Regions from separate parts of the Callithrix jacchus genome. Here region 1 is linked to region 2. Evidence: chromatin contacts called from public Hi-C data. All regions are on one chromosome and are shown on one strand. The core of a region is the stretch at or near the end of the contact, and the rest is flanking DNA. Distances in the headings are between cores, read along the strand shown.

What was found. A called contact is a pair of places that touch in the nucleus more often than the background predicts.
Region 1: a Hi-C map of skeletal muscle shows a contact between it and region 2, with 8 times the contacts expected there. The contact joins two enhancer-like sites. A contact is called at or near these places in 3 of 3 Hi-C or Micro-C datasets (induced pluripotent stem cells and skeletal muscle).

Annotation. Positions count from the first base shown.
Region 1 is chr4:146,156,637-146,161,738 of calJac240_pri, reverse strand. CITED2 (Cbp/p300 interacting transactivator with Glu/Asp rich carboxy-terminal domain 2) reads left to right here. Exons shown (of 2, transcript XM_035296871.3): 2 at 1-1,406. The coding sequence ends at 543. Among named protein-coding and RNA genes, the nearest start is that of CITED2, 3.5 kb to the left of the region's middle. Within about 2 kb of position 3,453, at least 9 of the 16 cell types and tissues checked have an H3K27ac peak or open chromatin away from gene starts, as enhancers often do. A contact at or near this core is called in skeletal muscle, where this site is marked.
Region 2 is chr4:146,008,924-146,013,761 of calJac240_pri, reverse strand. No RefSeq gene overlaps it. Among named protein-coding and RNA genes, the nearest start is that of TXLNB, 62 kb to the left of the region's middle. Within about 2 kb of position 3,406, at least 2 of the 16 cell types and tissues checked have an H3K27ac peak or open chromatin away from gene starts, as enhancers often do. A contact at or near this core is called in skeletal muscle, where this site is marked.

The DNA of each region.
Region 1 (5,102 bases), core at 2,204-4,703, 150 kb before region 2:
AACAACTCCCAGTTCATGGCCCCCCCGGTGGCCAGCCAGGGAGGCTCCCTGCCGGCCAGCATGCAGCTGCAGAAGCTCAACAACCAGTATTTCAACCATCACCCCTACCCCCACAACCACTACATGCCGGATTTGCACCCTGCTGCAGGCCACCAGATGAACGGGACAAACCAGCACTTCCGAGATTGCAACCCCAAGCACAGCGGCGGCAGCAGCACCCCCGGCGGCTCCGGCGGCAGCAGCACCCCCGGCGGCTCGGGCGGCAGCGCGGGCGGCGGCGCGGGCAGCAGCAACAGCGGCGGCGGCAGCGGCGGCAGCGGCAGCAGCAACATGCCCGCCTCCGTGGCCCACGTCCCTGCTGCAATGCTGCCGCCCAATGTCATAGACACTGATTTCATCGACGAGGAAGTTCTTATGTCCTTGGTGATAGAAATGGGTTTGGACCGCATCAAGGAGCTGCCCGAACTCTGGCTGGGGCAAAACGAGTTTGATTTTATGACGGACTTCGTGTGCAAACAGCAGCCCAGCAGAGTGAGCTGTTGACTCGATCGAAACCCCGGCGAAAGAAATCAAACCCCCAACTTCTTCGGTGTGAATTAAAAGAAACATTCCCTTAGACACAGTATCTCACTTTTCAGATCTTGAAAGGTTTGAGAACTTGGAAACAAAGTAAACTATAAACTTGTACAAATTGGTTTAAAAAAAAATTGCTGCCACTTTTTTTCCCTGTTTTTGTTTCGTTTTTGCAGCCTTGACATTCACCTCCCTTATGTAGTTGAAATATCTAGCTAACTTGGTCTTTTTCGTTGTTTGTTTTTACTCCTTTCCCTCACTTTCTTCAGTGCTCAACTGTTAGATATTAATCTTGGCAAACTTCTTAATCTTGTGGATTTTGTAGATGGTTTCAAATGACTGAACTGCATTCAGATTTACGAGTGAAAGGAAAAATTGCATTAGTTGGTTGCATGAACTTTGAAGGGCAGATATTACTGCACAAACTCTGCCATCTCGCTTCATTTTTTTAACTATGCATTTGAGTACAGACTAATTTTTAAAATATGCTAAACTGGAAGATTAAACAGATGTGGGCCAAACTGTTCTGGATCAGGAAAAGTCATACTGTTCACTTTCAAGTTGGCTGTCTCTCCCTCCCCCCCCATATGTACAGATGATAATAGGGTGTGGAATGTCGTCAGTGGCAAACATTTCACAGATTTTTATTTTGTTTCTGTCTTCAACATTTTTGACACTGTGCTAATAGTTATATTCAGTACATGAAAAGATACTACTGTGTTGAAAGCTTTTTAGGAAATTTTGACAGTATTTTTGTACAAAACATTTTTTTGAAAAAATACTTGTTAATTTATTCTATTTTAATTTGCCAATGTCAATAAAAAGTTAAGAAATAACTCGTTTTCTAGAAGTCATTTGGGGGGTGGTGGTTCTCTTTGGTGGCTTTTTCCCCCCCCCCAAGTTGAACACTTTATTGATGAGAGTAAGCATTCCAAAGGATAAATTACAGGACACTAAAACAGGTCATGATGAGCTTAAGCGGAGAGCAGGATTTAACATAATTGGCATAATGCTTCATTGTTATCATTGTAACATGCCTCTTGGTGTGCTTTAATCAAAAGCTGCAAAGTTGTCATAGTGCTTTTTTTTTTCTTAATTGCCATCATATTCAAGTGTACTCCAGAGTTAGAAAGGTTTGCAATACTCAACATTATCTTTTTCAATGGGCAGGAGGGAAAAATGAAGTGTTTCTGTTTATACCTGATTGAACTACTTAAATGGAGGTAGATTAGAATAATATACTGATGGATGGGGGTGGCATTAAATATAAATCTACCTTTATCTCCAGTGATGAGAGTTTACGCAGCAAAAGTGCCAAGGATAGGTACACATTTTCTAGTGTAATCTCTGAAATAGTATCTGACTGGTTCATAGTTTTAAGAGGAAGAAGGAGCAGAATTCCGCCTTGAGGCTTTCTATTTTGTCCTGCAATATTTAAAATTTACTCAGGTTGACTCAAAGGTCAAATTACAATCTTTACAAGATGTTCCCTCTTAAGCATGCCCCGTTTTCCTGAATTCTGAGCCTTTCCTGTTAGATGAACGGGATGCAAACACCTAAAATATTTTAATTTTACTTAGAGAGATGATTTACCAAGACCATAGCTACAATTAAGTAAGTGGGTGTCAAGTTTTGCCTTATATAATCCAGCGAAGGAAAAAGAAATATTTTAAAAATCAGATTATCCCAGGTGGAAGGAGAAGGAATTTTATTTTGTTTTCTCTTTCATGTTTTCATGGCTTACCTCATGTTTATAAGAGCAACACACCCACCTTAAAGAAAAAAAAATGCAGACTTTTGGACGTAACTTACTAAGGGAAGTCAAAAATGTAGATTGAGAAAAATTTTATAAATAATGCTTTAAAAGAACATTTAAACTTAGATTCTCATCTTAAATTGCATATTTTATAAGAAGTCAGGAGGACTGGGTATTTAGAAGTATTCTGAGAGAGTAAGTTGGGCATAAAGGCTGCTTTAAGTGGAATTCAGATCACCTACATTCTGTAATTCTATTTCCAAGGCAGGCCATGTAAAATTAAAATGTACACACTCCACTGGGTTTTTTATACCTCTGTAACTGACACTTTCTTATTTAAAATTATGTTCAAATAAATAATTTCTGAAAATACACTGAATCATCCAAAACTCTTTTTTAACCCGCTTTAAAAGCTGATCCAGATTTCCACATTAATAGTTAAAGCTGAAGTTTTCTTCAGCTAAGACATGTCAATACTAAATCTGCAATCAGCAATAAATCTTTCTGGCTAAGCATTTTCACAGTAAGTTTTTCTTTTTTCCAGAGGTTCAAGTGAAAAAATATGTTTGCATACGTATTAATCCAGCAATTCCAGTCCTTTTTCACTAGTGCCAGGAAAAAAGGAAAGCGATTAAAGGCATTGTTTTTTGCATAAAGAAGCAAAAGAATTGTCTTGCCACCACCCTTCACCATTTATTCTGCCAGGGAATAAGCCACAACACCTGCTCTGTCACTAAATTCCTCCTGCTGCTCAAACGCCGGAACACGTATGTAGAGCTGCAGAGCCCAGGGAACTATTATTAGAGCTTGAGCCCATCCCTACCAGAACAGAGGACTCAAACAGAGGAGCTGGGCTAAAAAGCACAATTTGTCTTCAGTGCAAATACAAATGCTCCCCCACCCCCATTCACTTGAATGATCTCTGTTTCATTAAAAACTCTTTCTTGATCAACAATTGAGCAGATTCTATGTGATATCTGCAGGTCTCTTAAGCAGAGAAAAATAACTCCTTGTTTGAACAACCTGATTAATGAAACCTGTACAGTGACCTAGATCACCCGGCTACTGGCAGACATTTGCAAAACCTTTTGTGGTCTTGCTTCCTACTAAGTTGCTTATAGCATATGGGGAAATTTGACCTCTGTACCTTGGCTGTTTGTCAAAAAGTTCTAATATGATACAAGAGAGCTTCTGTTCTTTAAGCTTTGCCCAAAAATAGACACTCCATGCTTGATTTTTCAAGAAGAGATCAATGATAAGCCACAGCACAACCTCATAGCTACATGTCAGAAAAACAAGTCCACATTAATAAAAACGTGTACCTCTGTCTTGTGCCTGATAAAATCCTCGTGACAGTATCTTTGCAGGAGCTGATAAAGACGTTAGAGCTATGGATGGGTCTTTGAAGAACGGTTACCTAATCACCACTGTTTATGGGGGTGCTGGGCTAGAGCACTAGTAGCAGAAGGCTGACATCCATTGTGAAGTTTATGGTCTCCATGACTTTTACTACTGTAAACGCCTGGGATGGCTATAAATTGATGTCAACATTAAAGGCCAGATCCTTTAGAGAAAAATATTAATCCACTAATCTATTATGGGTGGCCAGCTCTGAAATAGAAACTTTACAGTCCCAGACCATTAGGTGTTTTCGCCCCCTTGTGGAATTTATTTGGAAGGTCAATGAAAACCTGTTTCCTCAAGAGGTTTTTCTCTTTATTGTTGTTTTGTTGCCATTTCTGAAGACTTTGTTTTCTCCTTGGAGCAAACAGCACATATTCGAGCAACACATTTTTTTTTAACCCAAGAAGATTCCAAAATAAACATCCTTTATAAAATAAGAATATTTTATTTACCAAAAAGCTTATCCTATGATTAAGTGTGCATCAATGAGATTTGCCTCTTAGCTGAAAATATGCATTACCTAAGGGATTTTCTTTTAAAAGTGTAATGAGCAGTGGTTTGGGCCAATGCTTTAGCCTGTAAACTATGAGGGGACGGCAAATCCTCGGCACCCCACAACAGGACTGTTGCTTCGCTGGAAGGGTAGATAACAATGCATTTGACGGTATGAGGTTGGAAAGGTGGAGGGAAGTATCCAAGAATGCAGAATGTAATTATCCACACTGGAATGTGACCAAGCCACCGGGCCCTAATCTCGTGAAAGGACTGCAGGATCTTTAATGAGGATGAGTCTTGCTGTCTAATTGAGTCAGGAAAATTTACTTTAAAATAAACTGGGCAGATAACATTGTCTCCAAAAAATAAATAAATATAGAATTCAAGGAATTTAGGACCCATGCCAGTGGCGATTTTTTTCTCTGCAATGGTACTGTTTTGCTAGCATGAAAGCCGTATTACACTTCTTCAGAAATGCATGCTTGAGAGCTGGTATTTATCATTTTGGTACTGTACCGCTATCATCAAAATCAGCGCTCCCAGGCAGGTTGAGGCTGAGCCTCCACAGGAGAACAATAGGTAGCACATCAAATGACTTAGCCAATGAACCCCTATTATCATGGGTTCTGGTTGTCTTTTCCCTCTAGAATAGAAGGAACAATGGCAATGTCAGAATTTTAATTGCAATGGACTGGCTTAAATTACTTGACCTATTTTTATGCAGCAAGGAGAAAAGTGATTCTTTTTTTTTTTTTTTCCTGGTAGTCATACTTTTAATTTAAACTGGAAAAGGAAACATAAGAATATTTTCTATCAAATACTGCTAACAATTTTAGTTCGCCTTGTAGTAAGACCCACCTATATTTTTGAAAAA
Region 2 (4,838 bases), core at 2,157-4,656:
GGAAGCATATTACATTATTTATAGAATAAACATGCCTATGTAAGTACAAATATGCATCATTCATGTTTGTTGTTACAAAGCTTTGCCACACATTGGACTTAAATATTCCACCACACATATACAGGTTTCCACATAAACCTCCTGGACTTGGGTAGAGCAAGACGTATAAACTCAATGCAGCTTAAAAAAATAAATAGGTTGGGCAGGGTGGCTCATGCCTGTAATCGCAGCACTTTGGGAGGCCAAGGTGGGCAGATCACTGGAGGTCAGGAGTCCAAGACCAGCCTGACCAACATGGAGAAACCCTGTCTTTACCGAAAATACAAAAAATTAGCCAGGCATGGTGGCATATGACTGTAATCCCAGCTACTTGGGAGGCTGAGGCAAGAGAATCACTTGAAACCAGAAGGCAGAGGTCGCAGTGAGCTGCAATTGTGCCATTGCACTCCAGCCTGTGAAACTCCATTGCAAATAAATAACCAACTCAGGAAAAATAAAAGTGTGGTAAATAACAAAACAAGAGAAAAAGTCAAACTGTTTATGAAGTGACAGGAAAGATATGGTAATACCATAAATCAGCATTGGCTAAAGGTCAAGGTTCTAAAACAAAAGTAAACATTTCAAAATTGATGAGACAGTTAGTGGTTTTGTTGCTCTAGGGAAATGATGGTCACCAGTATTATATCTATTAATTACAGCAAGAATAAAAACTGTCATGAACCTGTGGTTGCTCTAATATACCTACCAGGCAAATATAACAAGCCACAGAGCATTTAGAAATCCATTTACTAACAAAATTTCAAACTCAGAGTTCAAGCATATAAAGCTAGTACAATAGGAATACTTTAATCACATCTTTCTTTTTTTTTTTTTTTTTTGAGACAGAGTCTTGCTCTTTTGCTAGGCACCAGGCTGAAGTGCAGTGGCATGATCTTGGCTCACTGCAACCTTTGCCTCCCAGCTTTAAGCAGTTCTCCTGCCTCAGTCTTCCGAGTAGCTGGAGGTACATGCCATCACACCCAGCTAATTTTTGTATTTTAGTAGAGATGGGGTTTCACTATCTTGGCCAGGATGGTCTCAATATCTTGACCTCATGATTTTCCTGCCTTGGCCTCCTAAAGTGCTGGGATTACATATGTGAGCCACGCCCAGCCTACTTTAATCATATCTAAAGTCATGAGATTAAATATATATTAGATGAGAGTACTACCAGTATAACATGATTTGGCTCTGTGTCCCCACCCAAATCTCATCTTGAATTGTTATCCCTAAAATCCCCATGTGTTGAGGGAGGGACTGGATGGAAGGTGATTAAATCATGGCAGCAGTTTCTCCTGTGCTGTTCTCATGATAGTGAGTGAGTTCTTATGAGATCTGATGGGTTGCTTTTCTTTAGAGACAAAATCTCACTCTGTCACCCAGGCTGGAGCGCAGAGACAAGATCTTGGCTCACTGCAACCTCTGCCTCCCAGGTTCAAGCAATTATCCTGGCTCAGCCTCCTGAGTAGCTGGGACTACAGGTGAACGCCATCACACCCAACTAATTTTTGTACTTTATTAGTAGAGATTAGGTTTTACCATGTTGGTCAGGATGGTCTCAATCTCTTGACCTTGTGATCTGCCCACCTTGGCTTCCCAAAGTGCTGGGATTACAGGTGTAAGCCACCGTGCTCAGCCGATCTGATGGTTCTATAAGTGTTTGACAGCTCCTCCTTCATACATGCTGTCTCTGGCCTGCTGCCATGTAAGATGTGTCTGCTTCCACTTCCGCCATGATTGTAAGTTTCCTGAGGCCTCCCCATATCCAGTTCCAGCCATATGGAACGGTGAGTCTTTAAATCTCTTTATAAAGGAAAGAGGTTTAATGGGCAGTTCTTTATAGCAGTGTGAGAACAGATTAATACATAGTGTGATACCATAGGCCAGACTTATTAGACTGTAGTAAATGCTCTACCCAAACCAGTATAATTCCTCAGTCAGACTATTGTAATGCTCTGAGTAAAGAAATTCACATTCAGTTCCTTTGTCTTCTTACCATTCTTATCAACAAGTTATTCCTGGAATAAAATGATCCAAGTTTAATCAAGGATAGTACTCATCCAGGAATCAGGTTATTGAATGCCTAGTCCCTGCTCTGCGGCCAGCTAGCTTGGTGGCTTTGGATAAATTACTTAACATCTCTGGGCCTCAGTTCACTCACCTATAAAATGAGAACCTTGGACTAGAGATTCCTTACTATATATGTAAGGATTTTGGTGCCTGATTAAAATCTCAAGAGATTATGAAGTTCCCCCCTTCCAGGGAGGGTTTTATTCTACAAGACCTGCATATCATTTGGGTTACTTCTGTTAAGTCAGGCAAGAAAGAAGAGAAAAGAAATTACTCTTATTACTTTTTTTAAGTTTAAAAATTAAATAGGGAGGATGAAGGATTTATTCGACGTACATTGAGGGCCTTCCCTGCATCTGTGCTAGCCCCTGGAGTGACAGTGGTTACAAGGCCAAGCAAAGGGTTTCAGGACCCTGTCTGCTCTGGATCAGAGCACCTTGTTGTGTGACTCAGGCCTGAGGCCTCCTCCCACTACCAGTGATAGGAACTAGGTACCATGGGAAGGGCTTGGGAAGAGACTTCAAGCTGTCTCGTTCACCCCTAAATGTTTAGCAACTAAAAAACAAGAAGAAAACGTCTGAGAGCATTTTTATTACACATTATATCCAGATCTCCAAGTAGAAAGCATAAGTTCTTGCTAGACAATAGTGGTTTTATGAAATGTGTGTGTGGTTGTTTGTGTGTTCATGTATTTATGTGTCAGTGTGTACTTGTGTGTGAGGGTATGTATGAGTATTTGTGTGTAAGACGTGCCAGTATGTGTAGTCTTGTGGGAGTGCATTGTATGTATGTAGTTCTATGTGAAGGCTTACAGTTGCATGTGACTGTATTTATGCATGATAAAGTGATACAGCCCTTGTAAGGGTGATGGTTATGTGCAAGTTTACAATGTGTGTGTGTGTTGGGGCTGGGTACTGAAAAGCTGAAACACTGCAGACGTAATTTGAGTCACGTGGCTAGGTACTCTTTCATAGGATCACATCTTGCTGCAGACTTTTGTTTGCTCGACTAATCCTCTTTTGCTTACAATGTCACAAGGCTCACATTTTTTTGGCTTCTGAACAAACAGGCAGGTGTGCGAGGCTGCAAATATAGTATCAGCTATTCATGAAATAATTGCATGCACCATCAGCCAATATGACAGTTGTCATGGACTCACAGCTCCATGGACTCACAGCTCCATCCCCAGGCAAGGCAAGGAGTATGCCTTGAGAAATTCTCCATGCCATTCCTCGCAGAGACCAGCTGCAGAGCTTGGAGCACACGACATGGTAGCAAACAGGCTAAATTGATTCCAGCCTGCCTCAGCAGGGGAGGAGCTCTTCACATGGTTACTATCTTTAACTAGGGTGGCGTCCTTGGAGGCAGAGTTCCAGTCTCCTTTTTCTCTGCTGTTATCCAGCTGAAATCAAACCTCTGAATAGTTTCCCTGAACCAAAAGCCAAAGAGAAATAGTGCCTAATCCATTTATGTTTTAATCAGTGAGTCAGAAGGTAGCAAACCAGGGCTGATTGCGGACCCTACTGGTCCATCAGCCATGCCCGTAACTCAGTCTTTATGCCAAGAGATTTTTTGCTGTGATACAATTCATCTCCTCAAAATATTTAGCACTGACTAGCCATATAGTTTTAGGTGGACCATCTGGCTTCTCCCTTGCCCCTTATAAGAAAACCAATACTGAAGTCCTTCAATTCATCTGGGAGTAATTTAAAGCAATACCCAGAGGAAGGAGAATGAGAGCTTTTTTTTTTTTTTTAGACAGAGACTCACTCTGTCACCCAGGCTAGAGTGCAGTGGTGCAATCTCAGCTCACTGCAACCTCTGCCTCCTGGGTTCAAGCAATTCTCCTGCCTCAGCTTCCTGAGTAGCTGGGATTACAGGCATGCACCATCATGCCCAGCTAATTTTTTTATTTTTAGTAGAGAAAGGGTTTCAACATGTTGGTCAGGCTGTTCTCGAACTCCTGACCTTGTGATCTGCCTGTCTCAGCCTCTCAAAGTGCTGGGATTATAGGCATGAGCCACTGTGCCTAGCCAGAAGAGCTTTTTATAACAAATTGATTACCTGGCACACTAGTTAATTAATAATCTTCAGAAGTTAAAGGGAGCAAGTAAACATAAATAAAAGCCAAAGATAGAATGGGAGAATATAGCCACAGTAAATACAACAAAGCATTAATGTCCAGAAAACAAATACTCCAAAGCAATAAAAAAGACAACTCAGAAGAAAGTGGGCAAGGGCAATGGAAGATGGGGTGGGAGGTGCATTGTCTATCAGAGAATGTTTAATAGCAATAAAACCAACCACAAGCTTTTATTGTCATCATGCACAGCAGTCCTAAATAATGTGAGTGGTAGTTTTTCTCCCTGCCAGAGATGATCACTCCTACTGTGTGTCTCACTCCCATTTGTAAGCCCTGCATTGCATATGAATGGACAGTTTATAGAAGAAATGCAATTAACTAAAACACATCAGATAAATTAAAAAAATAAAATAAAACAGGCCAGGTGTGGTGGCTCATGTGTGTAATCCGCGCACTTTGGGAGGCTTACGCGGGCTGATCACCTGAGGTCAAAAGTTCAAGACCAGCCTAGCCAACATGATGAAGCCCTGTCTCTACTAAAAATACAAAAATTAGCTGGGCGTAGTGACAGGTGCCTGTAATCCTAGCTACTTGGGAGGCTGAGGCAGGAGGATCACTTGAACCTGGGAGGGGATAGCGCATGCCT